Linked DNA regions of Hordeum vulgare: region 2 is linked to region 1. Evidence: chromatin contacts called from public Hi-C data. All regions are on one chromosome and are shown on one strand. Each heading gives the region's core, a stretch centred on a gene start, on an enhancer-like site or on the middle of the called end of the contact. The rest is flanking DNA. Distances are from core to core; before and after follow the strand shown. Region 1 has its middle 170 kb from the start of LOC123444442. Region 2 holds the start of LOC123444443 (katanin p60 ATPase-containing subunit A-like 2).

Region 1 (3,494 bases), core at 710-3,209:
ACCATTGCGTCTTGGCATGATGGCGGGGATGGGCCGTTCTTGGAATCGAGTGGTGATGACTATTACAGATTTGCGGAAGACGGTGCAGAATCTGACCGCTTGTTGAAGGGGGGGTTGGTGTTGGCCATGGATCCGACGTTGAATAGGCTCGGATTCTTGTGCTTTTCTTCTCCAACGACGGAGAAGATCTTCGGTACAAGGTAATTGCAGGGAAGGTTGTATGCAACAGTATAACCGATTGTTCCTTCATTGTTTTTTGTTGCGTATATACGTTTTATCTTTGTATATTGTTACTTTTGTGAATACAAGTAATGTATAACTATGGATTGTGCTTTTATATGTTTTCTTTTTAGACTATCGTTGACAAACTAAATCCGAATGATTTAGAATCGGTGTGTTGTGTCGAATTTTTTAGTACCATTTTGTGAGGATAAAACAAGAGATTGTTGCACCTGATCAATGCCATCTAAATCAAGAAATTGATGCAACCTAAATCCTAACGCGGAATTGCAGATCCATATTGTCACATCAATTATCAAATAAACTAATGAAAGAGGGACTCACCACTAATTTTGTTGCGCATTGTCGTGGTCATCACGCGCAACGTGACAACTTCCACCATTGGTGTTGATCGGCTGTGACCTGCAAGGTGCGTCGCCACATGCCTTTTGCCCGCCGCCAAACATAGGCATAAGTAGTCATGTGCAATGGCAATGCCGAGGGAGTAACCTTCTAGATCCCCTCTCTTTTAACACATGACTATTGTTCAATAAATGTCGTCGAAGTTCAAAAAATATATATTCCTGTGTTGTGGGTCGGGGTGGTTGGCGTCCTCACGCCTATTCAGATGGAAAACCATAGTTGCCGCTCTTTGCTGCTGCTAGTCACGCAAACACACAGGATTTCAGAGCGAGCCATGGGATTTGGACCGGTCCCGCTAGCGTCTTTGAGTGATCCCGGTTTTAGGAACCTTCTAGAGGTTTTCAGCCACCTTTTTCCAGTTTTGAAAAACTTGTAGAAGGTTTCGTGAACCTTTTTTGTTTTGTTTTCATTTTTCTTTATTATTTTGTTCTTTTTCTCTCTCGATTTAAAAAATATTCTGGATTGTCAAAAAATGTTTTGGATTTTTAAAAATGTGTTTCGAGTTCAAAAATGCTTTTTTTTTAAAAAAAACTGGATTTTATAAAAACGTTGTGAACTTTTAGAAAATGTTTTGGATTTTCAAAAACGTTTTGGATTTTTGAAAAATGTTTGGCATTTTCAGAAATTGTACTTCAAATTCGGAAAATGTTTTCGATTTTCAAGAAAATGCTCAGGATCTTCAAAAAATATTTCGGATTTTCAAATAATATTCTGGATTTTCAAAAGTTGTTATTCAAATTCGAAGTTTTTTTTAATTCAAACATTTCTTTAAAAAAAAATATTATAACTTTGAAAAACCTTTTTGATTTTCAAAATTTATTCCCAGTTTTCAGAAAATGTTTGAGGTTTTCTAAATATGTTTTAAGTATGAGAATTTAGATTAATTTCTTGACTTAGATTGTGTTCAAACATTGTTTTTAAATGTTGAAAATTGTTCTTAAATTTTCAAAAAATGATCTTGCTTCTATAAAATGTTCCAAATTTCAAAAATAAAATCATTTTTCAAACATCATTGATAAATTGAAAAAATGTTCTGGATTTTCATAAAGTGTTCTTTAAATTCGAAAAACGTTTTTTCTTCAAATACAAAAAGAAAGAAAAATGGAGGAAAAAAGGAGCCAAAAAAGAAAATAAACAGAAGAGGAAAAAGGTAAAAGAAAATGAAAAGAAAAAAAGGAATCAAAGTTGGGCCAGCCGACTCGGGGTGCCCCCACTGTGCGGCTCGGAACTTCCTGCTGCACCGAGCAGGTAGGAGCTCCCTATTCGGATAGATGCAACTAAACAAACCGACGCACACCCATTACATCCCGGACTCAGCCCATTTACTTTTTTCAACCTTCAAAAAGTGAGGTTGTAAGTCAGGGAATTTCCTATTCGCCGCTCATTGTGGCAAATAGTCGCCGCTTCACACAGTGGGTGCGAGCGAGCGACTGGGTTTGAGCCGGCCCGTTCAAACTTTCACCGATTCCGGTTTTGGAAACCTTCTAAAGGTTTCCACTTGGTTTTTTCCTGTTTTAAGAAAACTTCTAAAAGGTTCACCGAAACTTTTTTATTTATTTTTTTTCTGTTTTTTCTGTTTCTGTTTTTGTTTCTTTTTTTTCTATTTCTGTTTCAACATTGTTCTGAATTTTCAAAAAATGTTCTGGAATTTGAAAAAATGTTTTAGGATTTGAAAAATGATCTATAGTTTGAAAAAATGTTCAAGATTTTGAAAAAACTTTCCGGAATTTGTAAAAATGTTCCAGAATTTGAAAAAATGTTCAAGATTTTGAAATAATGTTCCGAATATTGAAAAAATATGTTTCAGAATTTGAAAAATGTTCCGGAATTTGATTTTATTTTCAAGATTTTGAAAAAATGTTCCGAAATTTGTGAAAATGTTCTGGAATTTGAAAAAATGTTGCAGAATTTGAAAATCCAGATTTTGGAAAAATATTCCGGAATTTGTGAAAATGTTCCGGATTTTGAAAAAATATTCAGGAATTTGAAAAATGTTTCGGAATTTAAAACTAACCAAGTTTTTTAGGAAATGTTCCCGAATTTGTTAAAATGTTCCAGATTTTGTTAAAATATTATAGAATTTAATAAATGTTCCAGAATTTGAAAAAATGTTCCGGAATTTGAAAATTTTGCTCACATTTTCCTGTTCTTCAATATTTGTCCACAACTCTAAAATCGTTCCTGTTTTGAAAAATGATCTTTATTTCCCAAATTTAAAATATGTTCTTCATTTCTAAAACATGTCCGCTTTGTAAATGTTGTAGAAACAGAATTTTGCAGAACAATGTACTACCATTTGAAATAGTACAAGGAACAGCCAAATGTACAGTGAAAAGCGCTAAAGTAGTGAAACGGTAACAGGAACAGCCAAATGGTCAGTGAAATAGGAAAACAGTTAAACGGCCGGCGTGCAGAAACAGTGAAACGCGCAGCGCGGCCAGAAAGCTCGCCAAATTGGCTGTTTGTTCTGTGCAAAGCGATGGCTAGTTGACGCAAAACACGTCACATAGCAGCTCTCGTAAGTCAGAACCTCACCGTTTCCTTTCAAACTCAGTAACCAACTCAGAAGGCTAACCTGTTGTGCCTACTCAGGCCTAATGTTACGTGTTTAGGAAGATGTTTTAAAAATAAATCATTTTTTTAAGCACAGATATTTATTTCTACAGAAGAGACACCTAACTACACGTCTATCCTCGACAAATAAACACTCGTACCTAACAAAAACCGGTTTTATTTTTTAAGCACCTCACCTAATCGTCTTGCATTGTATAAGGCTTAATACTATTGTTGCTTTTTATTTTCCACCTTCCAAATCTTTTTATATTTTGCTTGGCTGGTCTTTCATATGTTTT
Region 2 (3,011 bases), core at 216-2,715, 180 kb before region 1:
TATCCCTGAAAGGAGGACAAGTCAATAGCTAGAAAATGTCATCCCTAATTCTTTGAGCATATGTGAAGCTTAATTACTCCTTACCGCAACAATGTCTCTGCTAAATTACGCATTTCAGCTGACTCAAACTGAGGTAGGAGAGGCTTCTGACTGCAAAAGTAACCTCCATAATTGTAATGTTCAAGAAGAGCAAATATTTTGAATAACTAAGATTTGAGCATGCAAAAATATGTTTCAGGAAGAGCGAATGTTGAAATTGAAGTGAAACATAGTGGCAACTTAGGACTTTCCGTATGTTAGTTTGCCGTGCTGGTTTAAAGATTTTTCGATGATGACACTTTTTCTTTCTTTCCGTGGACAATTACCATATGCCAAATAGCACAAAGATATGAAAAGAACTGAACCTGTGTTGGACTTTATTAGACAGGAAACAAGAAACCGTTAATGATTCAAGTTATGCTCCAGCTAAAATCCACAAAATCATGCCCAAAATTGTCCCCTTAAAGACATGTACCTGGTAGCACCAACAGCACCAATCCTAGATGGTTTCAAAATTCTCTTGCAAGACATATTTTAAACTACTTCCACAACTCTATAGGTAAGATGTCCAGCCCAACATGGCCAGTTAGTAAGGTTTGACACCCAAAAATGTTAATCTCCAGTTGAACTAGGGGCACGTCCGATGCAGCCGACCCCTTCAAGGGAACTGCATTGTGGCACTAATGCATTCAATCATACAATCCCAAGAGGCCAAAACAATTAGAACTCTCTACCTATTCCACAACAAACACATGCCGACAAACCAGTAGCTTTCACTCAGTCAACCCCCTCATATTTGGCACCAAAATTAATGCTGAAAGCTACAGCTCGAGATCTGATAACACCAGCATTAAAACAAAAAACGACGAAATGTCTCACATAACATCAGCATTCCCATCGCGAATCGCCGCGGCGCGCATCTCCGGCTGCCTGGCCTGTAACAGCAAAGATACGATTGTGGATCAAGGGAACAGGGCCAACCAAGAACACCTACATGCGCGTAATCGATCGCCAAAGAAGCCAGCGCGCACACAAACGCACAGGGCACGGACCTGCTGCTCGTACTGCTCGTAGATGGCCAAATCGGCGGTCCTCTTCTTGACGCCCCCGTTGGCGTGCCCGTTCTGCTCCGGCTCCTGCTTCTTGCCCCCGAAGAACGCCCTCAAATCCTGAAAAGAAGGCGGAGAAAACGAGGTGATGATCGCGAGAGCCAAGGCGCGGGCTCACGAGATGCGAGGGAGGAGGAGCAAGCGAGCGGGGCTAGAGAAGTGTGTCTGAGTGAGGCGCACCATTGCTTGGATCTGCCGGCGGCGTCTGCGGGCGCCGGAGGGGAGAGTGAGAGCGAGCGAGTCGGATGGTGTGCTGTTCGTGAGCTCGCTCGGACTCCCCGGAGAATCGGAGGGGGGGCCGGACAGAGACTAGTACCAGCGGTTGGTTGCCGGAGAGTGGGACCCGCACCGATTTGTCGACATGCCATCCACGCCCCGGGCGGATCTGGATCCACGCGGATACTGTACTATTTTTCCGCACATGCGCTCGCCACATGTAGCGCATGGGATCCTCTCGTGGACTCACCAACCACACCACCAGAACTCTCTCCTGTAACCAAGTATTCTTTTTTCCCTTTCTTTCTTTCTTTCACAAAGACAATATTGTTATAAATAAACTCATCACAGATACTAAGCATCCTAAATATAATAAATATTGCATCAAAATTCATAAACCATCAAACAACTATTACTGTAGTCATGACGAACCTCTTTCTTATAGATGCCATACTAATCTTGTTGAGGATGGACAAAAAGTCTTCGTGCACATGTCCCTAAAAACCAACGCTTTGAAGCCGATATTTAACCCTTGAATCTATCTAAAATGTATGAGATCTCACCATCGCATACATATGGTAAAAAAACTCTAACCTTGCCTCCCCAGGGACACATAAAAAATCTATGTCGAAACTACTTCGACTCCGTCCTGATGGATGAAGTCAACGAGGATTAAAGCTCGGAATGATAACTCAAAGGTGAGGCATCGCCATCCGCCCAAATGCTACCCTTGCAAGGACTAAAAATCTCTAACATAAATTACTTGTCAGAGCACACGCATTGGGGTTCCATTCCCCTTCATTGGTCGCAGAGTGATAGGTAGAGGGAAAGGAAATCCACGAGCTAACCGACGGAGCCTCAAGGAGATGGATTCTTCGTCCTACTCGCCACTTTCAGGAAAGAAGAAGGGAAAGAAAATATTGGGTTCGATTCAGATATCTAAAACAATTCTCACTTGATATCAAGTAAAAGTCTTCTCAAACAACAAAACTAACTCCTTTTGACCCAACTCGAAAGGGATCTTTGGTGCACCTTCTTCTCTAACATACCTTAAAACACCCCACCCTCAAATTTCTTGTTTTCATTTTTTCTCTCTTCCTCTTGTGCATGCAAACAATTTGAACTCACATTCGACATGAAAACAATTCAAACTTGTATGATACCACCACATAGAATTCAATGACATTTTTTTAAATCATACAAAAATTTGAATTTAAACATAACATGCAAAGCAAAGAGATGATCATCAAACATATAACGAAAGTTCATCCAAAATTATCACACATGGAGCATCAAATGTGACAGTACCACCCTTAAACCTGCCCATCTTTGATGTCAATACATGTCCATGAGTGCCTTCATGTGTGATATTTGTTGTTTAACAAGACCGCTAGTGTCCGTAAACATAATCTTTTACCCTTGATCCATTTTATGGGCCATCACCTCATTTCTAGTGATCATCAACTTTTCCCGCTCAATGGCAACAATGTGTTCTCTAGTGCCTTGAGCTCTATCCATCTAATTGCCTTTTCCTCGTTGGGGTCGGAGTAGGAACCTCAAAAACATTCTCATTGGCCACCTTAAATGGTTTTGATATTTGGATATAATCAACCATGATGTCATCATTCATCATGTATGTAGTCACAA

Evidence for each region. A called contact is a pair of places that touch in the nucleus more often than the background predicts.
Region 2: a contact with region 1 is called in a Hi-C map of leaf, with 3 times the contacts expected there. The contact joins the promoter of LOC123444443 here to the enhancer-like site in region 1. A contact is called at or near these places in 3 of 6 Hi-C or Micro-C datasets (leaf and seedling) and 1 of 1 datasets of contacts at active chromatin or transcription factors (embryo).

Annotation. Positions count from the first base shown.
Region 1 is chr3H:493,179,301-493,182,794 of MorexV3_pseudomolecules_assembly, reverse strand. No RefSeq gene overlaps it. Among protein-coding and RNA genes, the nearest start is that of LOC123444442, 170 kb to the right of the region's middle. Within about 2 kb of position 1,959, at least 3 of the 3 cell types and tissues checked have open chromatin away from gene starts, as enhancers often do. A contact at or near this core is called in leaf and seedling, where this site is marked.
Region 2 is chr3H:493,358,669-493,361,679 of MorexV3_pseudomolecules_assembly, reverse strand. It overlaps LOC123444443 (katanin p60 ATPase-containing subunit A-like 2), which reads right to left and starts at 1,465. Exons shown (of 12, transcript XM_045121151.1): 1 at 1,329-1,465; 2 at 1,092-1,208; 3 at 919-974; 4 at 85-150; 5 at 1-5. The coding sequence starts at 1,331.